Linked DNA regions of Mus musculus: region 1 is linked to region 2. The links are chromatin contacts, called in public HiChIP or PLAC-seq maps. All regions are on one chromosome and are shown on one strand. Each heading gives the region's core, a stretch centred on a gene start, on an enhancer-like site or on the middle of the called end of the contact. The rest is flanking DNA. Distances are from core to core; before and after follow the strand shown.

What was found. HiChIP or PLAC-seq counts read pairs in DNA pulled down with a chosen protein or histone mark.
Region 1: an H3K27ac HiChIP or PLAC-seq map of microglia shows a contact between it and region 2, with 7 times the contacts expected there. The contact joins the enhancer-like site here to the promoter of Cav2 in region 2. A contact is called at or near these places in 18 of 39 promoter capture datasets (the 3T3-L1 cell line, 3T3-L1-derived adipocytes, cranial neural crest and 11 more), 5 of 115 datasets of contacts at active chromatin or transcription factors (bone marrow-derived macrophages, fibro-adipogenic progenitors, microglia and 1 more) and 2 of 9 other capture datasets (adipose tissue and macrophages).

Annotation. Positions count from the first base shown.
Region 1 is chr6:17,587,552-17,591,017 of GRCm38.p6, reverse strand. No RefSeq gene overlaps it. Among named protein-coding and RNA genes, the nearest start is that of Gm52893, 47 kb to the right of the region's middle. Within about 2 kb of position 1,572, at least 25 of the 459 cell types and tissues checked have an H3K27ac peak or open chromatin away from gene starts, as enhancers often do. A contact at or near this core is called in adipose tissue, liver and microglia, where this site is marked.
Region 2 is chr6:17,279,930-17,283,518 of GRCm38.p6, reverse strand. It overlaps Cav2 (caveolin 2), which reads right to left and starts at 2,334. Exons shown (of 3, transcript NM_016900.4): 1 at 2,009-2,334; 2 at 1,437-1,624. The coding sequence starts at 2,158.

The sequences.
Region 1 (3,466 bases), core at 323-2,822, 310 kb before region 2:
TACTTTGCAGTCATCAGCTTTCGTGTTTCCTCTCTTAAAGCCCCCTGACCTCTCGGAAACGCATTGCTCAGAAGCTTCTGAGACACCCAACGGGGTTGTTTTTTGTCCAAGTCGAACGTTTGTCCATGATCTCAACAGAGCACAACTTCTGCTGGTATAAACAGTTCCTGTTTACAGAGTTCAGGGCCCACATGCAAAGTATTTAAAAATCCATAGGCTCACATAACCTTTTAATTGATAAAAATTATTATACCTGGGCTTTATTAGAAGGTGAAATGAAAATTCTCAATGAATTTCAGGTATGATATATGTAATTGCTTTCCCCACCAGTTATCCAGTTTTCCTTAAAATGTTTGTGTTGTATTTGAGACAGTCTATAGGTGACAGTTCACCTGTAGGTTTCGGAACACACTTTGAAATATGACACTCCGAAGCAGAAAGGAACCCTTGGCACTTGGTATCAAGGTGATAATCTTTGGCCTTCCTGTCTAAGATTTACAACTGTGACCTTAGACTCCATTTCTCCTGGAGTGTCGTCTTTTTAAGTTACCAGCATGAGTGCTGGTAGTCACAAGGTCAGTGTGAATTGCCTAATATAGAACCGTGCTTCCTAAGGGCTGGGCTGTATTAGGGACGTGGAAACAAAGTGAATTTTAATGTCTGTAGCAGGCAGAACTCTGATAAATGAGTTACCCTAGTAATGATACATTTCCATGGCAGGAGAGTTCAACCCCAGAGCCTAGCTGAGTCCATGCTAGTCATCTTTTACACACACACACACACACACAGAGAGAGAGAGAGAGAGAGAGAGAGAGAGAGAGAGAGAGAGAGAGAGAGAGAGAAGATAAACCAATTTTAATCGGGGAATTCATCAGAAACTACCTAGTTAAAGAGACGAAAAGAGTCAGAGTATAGCTAGTTCTACACTAGGGCTCCCCCCCCCATCATGATTAAAGGATGTTGGATGAGGGACGAGGCAAAACTGCAAGTGATAGCCTTCCATTTTGTCCACTCACCACCACCTAGAAAATGAATGGGACTATCATTTTTGCTACAGTTTCAAAATAAATATTTTGTTTGCCTAAAATCCACATTTGTATTTGGACAGCAGGCAATAAAAGCAGAGGGAGACGCTGTGTGTTGGCATGGCGTGAACACTAGGTGGCACTCTAGGGCTGCCTTTTCGGTATCTCCTGTATGTCCAAGTTCCTTCTATGCTAATTCTCCCCTTTAAAAAAGAGCAAACAAGCTGTTTAAACAAAGGGTCCCCATAGTTGCTGTTTGTATATTTATAGTCGTGTAATCAATATGTTGGAAGAGTAATTAATTTTTAACCTCCATCCACAGGGAGAGCAAATGTTAGTGGAGTTAATGGATGGAGCAGGCTTCATTATTCTAAAGTAACACTAATGATGAGGCCGGGGAGAAAGTCAAGGGTTGTAAACAACTGTGTCATCAAACACAATCATAAAGCAACGGCGCGACAGGAGCAGGGGCGCTGACCCCTTGTCTCCTTTGGTGCAAGCTGTGGTTTCTGCTTAAGTCAACCTGACCTTATGAAACAGCCTCCTACCGACCTTTCACCAATCCGCTTCCTTTCAATGCCATCATTATTTCACACAAGAGTTCTGGTTTCATTGCCCTTGTGCGTGAAAGCCTTTGAGTATGACAGTTTCCTAACACCACAGGAGGATATCAAAGCCCTCTAAGGTTTGGGTCTTTTCTATACTCCTGGAGCAACAGTAGAGTCCCGAGCCCCACTCAGGGGTTCCATGTGATCCTCCACCTGCAACACGTCGTGGGGTCTCCTGTTGGCAGTGTCCTGTCCTGTCAACAGAGCTAATAACTCAGAGCAACACAGCCACGAGCACAGAGTATTCTGTATGGACACATGACCATGGTGAGGATAGGCTGACATGGCCAGAGCTGGGCAGATGAGAGCCAAAAATTGCATAAAACTCATTTTCTTTTCTGATTATTACCCCCCTCCCCACCCCCAGTTCTGTCCTTAACTTTTCAAACCCACGTCCCCACACCATGAGAAAAAAACGAACGGTGAGACTATGCTGTGGGCAGAGAAGGCACACACGGGTCTGTACACTGAGGCACATTATAAAATCAAATTTCTATTTATCGCTGAGGTATTCTCATCCTCAAATTAATCTTATTTGCTTTGTAACCATTGCCATGCTTCTTTAACTGCACAATTCCCTTCATTGAGAAATGTTCCCCCCCCCCCCCCGCCGACTGTCCAATTAGGCTTAACAAAGAGAGGCATTTTCTTTTGTAAACTTTTCCTTAAACTGGTGCCCCTTACATTTACAACTCTTAAATTCCCCAATTTACATGCTGATTGCAATAATTTACTGCAGTCAAGATTTCTGTCATTATTCTCTCCTTCTCCTCTCCTCCCTTCTCTCCATTTCTCTTTCTCCTTTTGGGGAAAAAGGCAAAGTGTGGTGTAACTCAGGTGTACTGGCTAGTTTTGTGTCAACTTGACACAGCTGGAGTTATCACAGAGAAAGGAGCTTCAGTTGAGGAAATGCCTCCATGAGATCCAACTCTAAGGCATTTTCTCAATTAGTGATCAAGGGGGAAAGGCCCCTTGTGGGTGGGACCATCTCTGGGTTGGTAGTCTTGGGTTCTATAAGAGAGCAGGCTGAGCAAGCCAGGGGAGGCAAGCCAGTAAAGAACATCCCTCCATGGCTTCTGCATCAGCTCCTGCTTCCTGACCTGCTTGAGTTCCAGTCCTGACTTCCTTGGTGATAAACAGCAACATGGAGGTGTAAGTTGAATAAACCCTTTCCTCCCCAACTTGCTTCTTGGTCATGATGTTTGTGCAGGAATAGAAGCCCTGACTAAGACACCCAGGCTACCCTCTAGCTAGCTAGGTAGTCAAGGATGACATTGTACCCTGGTTCCTCCTGCTTCTAGCACGGAATTCTGGGGAATCTCTGTGTATAATCGCCACCATTTGTGTGATGTAGAAGATCAAACCTGGGCTTTCATGCACACTGGGCAAGCTGCCTGACACCTACATTATCATTAACCCTTGTTTTTCTTTTTTAGAAATGAAAGAGGACCTGCCGGCCTTTGTATTCCCTGCACTGTGTAACCGTAAGCCTGGAGGCACACAAATACGTTTGCAAATGTTAAATGTACCAACTTTGTACAGTCTGCAGCTTTATTAAGGGTCCTGGATGAATGATTGTGTCAGCGATCAGTAACTTTTTCTTTTGAAACAATCATTATCATTAAAGCAGGAAGATATTTTGATGGTATATTACAGGAAGAACACTGTTGATACTAGTCTGGCTCACACAATGTGAAAGACATTAATTGTATATTAACATTTTCTCCTTCCTCAACACAACCCTGGTTTTTATCCAGGTAGATTTGGGACAAGAAGAAAGGACTGCGCTTCTGACTTACCCCTAGTCCCTAGATGTAGACCCAAGACTATATT
Region 2 (3,589 bases), core at 1,085-3,584:
TGTAAAAAAAATCACCTATGTGCGAATGTCCCATATGAGATAACCATACACATGCTTGTGTGGGCCTGCATACACACGAAAGCAAAGAGTTCCACTTCTCTGGCAATCTTTTGGCCCTTTCAAGATGACTGCTTAGAGCCTCAAGCGACTGAATTGGTATTCTTTGTTTATCCTTTCGTCATCTGAATTTATATTTATCTTCCAAAAGACTTCTTTTGGTCTTCAGATTCCTTTCCCTCACAAAGTTACCCTTGTTTCCCAGCTCCTCCATTGCTTGCTCACCATGCTTTCTCACCATTTGGGTTTGTTTCTAAATCCCCCTCCCTGGTGATGGGCAAGCTGAAGAAAGGCTTGTGTTCTCACCCAGCAACACTGAGCACCTAATAGGCTTGGTGTGCAGAACTAGTGAGCTAACACAGCAAAGTGTACCTCGAGACTGAAAGAAGGAGTAAGTTGGATAACTCTTTGAACACTGAGACTGCCCTGGGATGTGGCAATGCCCCATGATGTGAAAAACTAAACGGTGGTATCTAGGGTCACACGTGTCACCAGGACCACCTTGAGGTACCAGCGTGAAAACTATTGTGACATTGGGGATGATTCTTTGAATGAAGTGGGTAACCTTTAACACAAAAAACATTTCTTGGAGGAGTGGGCTAGTTCCCTTAAGACAAGTTTGAGTGCTTAAAAAAGCTTATGATGCATCTTGAACGTGAATAACTTTACAGACATCCCAACATTCGATTGGTTTCCATATTTCTTTTTCTTGTAACTAGATGGCATTTGTGTGTGTGTGTGTGCTTCATAAGTGAAACAATAATGTAATGGCCTATCCCCTTGTTTCATAGCTTAACATTTTATTTGTTCGTGGTAGATGTTCAACCCAATCATTGTAAACACTCCTGTCTCCCCTGGGTTCATGGCTGCCATTTACCAATAGCAAGACTTGAGTGGCTCAGTTCATAGCACTGTTTTACTAAAGTCTGCCCTTCTCCAAGGGTCAGAATGTAAGCGCTGTTTTCTCTGAGATCAACGTTTGTTTTGCCCAAGCACAGATGGTGACTGAATAAAAGTCAATGAAAGGAGGAAAGGACCTGCCCAGAACCACAGGCACGAGTCACAACAGGCCCTGGAGAGAGCAGCCTATGACAGGAAGTGGCCTTCCAGCCCCCACCTCCACACTCAGCTCAGCCTTCTGCATGGAAGGAAAAATCACACCCAGGAAAGAGGCCCTTGCTTCCTTCTGTTTAAACTCTCAGCCGGGACTATTATTCTAAAGAAAGCACACTGCCCTTCAAGATTTCTCAGGTCTTGTTACCCTTGGGAACTAATGTAAGCGTTTTCTCTGCAAATGGGCCCTGGGAAATAGGAAGAGCAGAGAGCAGGTGGCAAAAACTTCTGTAAGCTTCAGAATCAACCCATGTGTCCCCTCTCACCAGATGTGCAGACAGCTGAGGGTAGCAAACAGGATACCCGCAATGAAGGCCAAGGGGATGGCCAGAAATACGGTCAGGAACTTGTACATCACATATTTGCTGATTTCAAAGAGAGCATGGCTGCAGATCCACACTTTGTCAAAGGAGTGTGTAGTCTCAGGCTCTGCAATCAGATCCTCGAAGCCTAGCTGCAGAGACAAGATGCAAGGACTCATGACGTCATCCAACCTGTCGGGGATAGGGTCGGGGTGGGGAGGGAACGAAGTTGGTGGGGGTGGGGGGTGTGGTGGCAGAAGCACTCTAAGAAGGGGAAGTCCGAAGGAAAGGCGACCTGGCTAGAGTATCTTCAGCTTTTCTTAGAGTGACACTGGGCACACAGGAGTTGGACACTGTGTGGCTGTTCAGGGAGCCTGAAGGCTGTGGGACCAGGGCAGAGTGCCAATGGAACCAGCATTAGCAATGGGACCAACCCCCACTGTTGGGGAGAAGGTCAAGAGTCATCCTCCTGCAGCATACAAGGGACCCTTAGCAGCCTCCAGCCTAGATGAGTGATAGCCCAGCCTGAAACTCACCTTGAGATGAGAGTTGAGCTGGTGAGGATCCCGGTCGTGACTCGAGTCAACATACTTCTCAGGATCTGCGTAGTCAACGCCACTGTGGTGGCTGTAGGCGTCATCGGCCATGAAGAGCTGCACATCGGCCTTCTCGGTCTCCAGCCCCATCGTGGCTGGCGTTGCAAGAGTGGCTCGGTCGTTCGGTCCCTAGGCAGCCCTGCCTCCCCTTCCCGTGGCGCTCAGCCCCGCCCCGCCTGGCTTCGCCCTGCCTAGCCTCGGGCTGCCCGGGCGGCGGCCGCTTCCCGCTGCCGGTTCCCGCTCCCAGCCTTGGCTGGCCGAACCCCGCCCCGCCCCGCCGGGCCTGCGGGGAGGGAGGGCACCTCTCCAGTTGTTTGCCAAAGCCCCAAGGAGCCCGGGGAACCGGCTCGATGAGTCATCTCCTGGCTTGGTGAAGCCGGGCAAAGCAGACCTCCCGGGCCACTTGGCTTGCAGTCCGAACAGGGATGCTTAAAGGCAGACAGATTGGTCAGGGAGGTGTGTGTACTGGAAGAAGGTCTGGAGGTGCTAGGGGGCAAGCATTAGGGAAGTCTACATGCATCTACTGGTTGGATTAGAGTTGTGGCACCTGCTCCTCAGAGCTATCCTGAGAGAATGAGATGTTAATTCCTAACTTTTACTTGGTCCCCAACTCACAGCAAGCATTGTAGCTGAATCGTGAGGCTAAGGCGTACCTTGTTGATAGATAATGGACTGCAGCAGCCCTTTCGTTTTGTTTTTGTTTCCCCAGAGTTGGTTATGTAAGTTGTTATAGGAGTTTGTTGCCATCATACCCCAAGGATAGGTCTGCTCTTCTGCCTCCAAACTACAACTAACTTTGGATTTTCCCTTAAATCAGGATTTTGTTCAAAGACTGCAGGAACTAATGCCGTGCAGACAGGTCTGTAATGCCATCGTAGGAGCAGCATAAACAAGCATATAACTACATCATGGTACATGGATAAGCCCGCTGACCATTCTCTCAAGAGCTTCAGTAGGGAGGAGTTGGCATAAAGAGTTTGCCATCTGGTAACCTAAAACTTTGCCTGCGCGAAATAGGAACTTGGTGAGTATAGATATGGAATGATGCTTTCAGTTTGCCCAGACCCCAAACTATAGTACCAAAGAATGGGCATTGCTCTGGACAGCCGGCTTTAGAGCCTGCTGCACAAATCAAATCCCTTGTAGGAAATGGATTTGAAGGTTTCTTTGGAAAAGGAAAGGCTATTTGGGGAGTAATACAAGTTACAAAACAACCAACTAAACAACCTGGGAACTGATCGGAGAACATATTTGGAAGGCAAAACTCTAAATGTCATAGTTGAATAGGGAGTGTATCTTCTTCCACTGCAGTGTGTGGGTCATCATGTCAGTAATGCAGAATGGCGCAGGGTTGAATCCCACGTCCTGGAGGCTTCTTCTCTCGCCCCCTCACCGAGTCCCGTTACTCAAGCTTCCCCCTCCCCCTGATTATACTTTTCCTTCCTGGTTTTATTTAAATCCTTTTTAATTCGAAGGGGTGGTATAGGCCTTACACTCACTGTTTTCTCAGCACTTCACCAT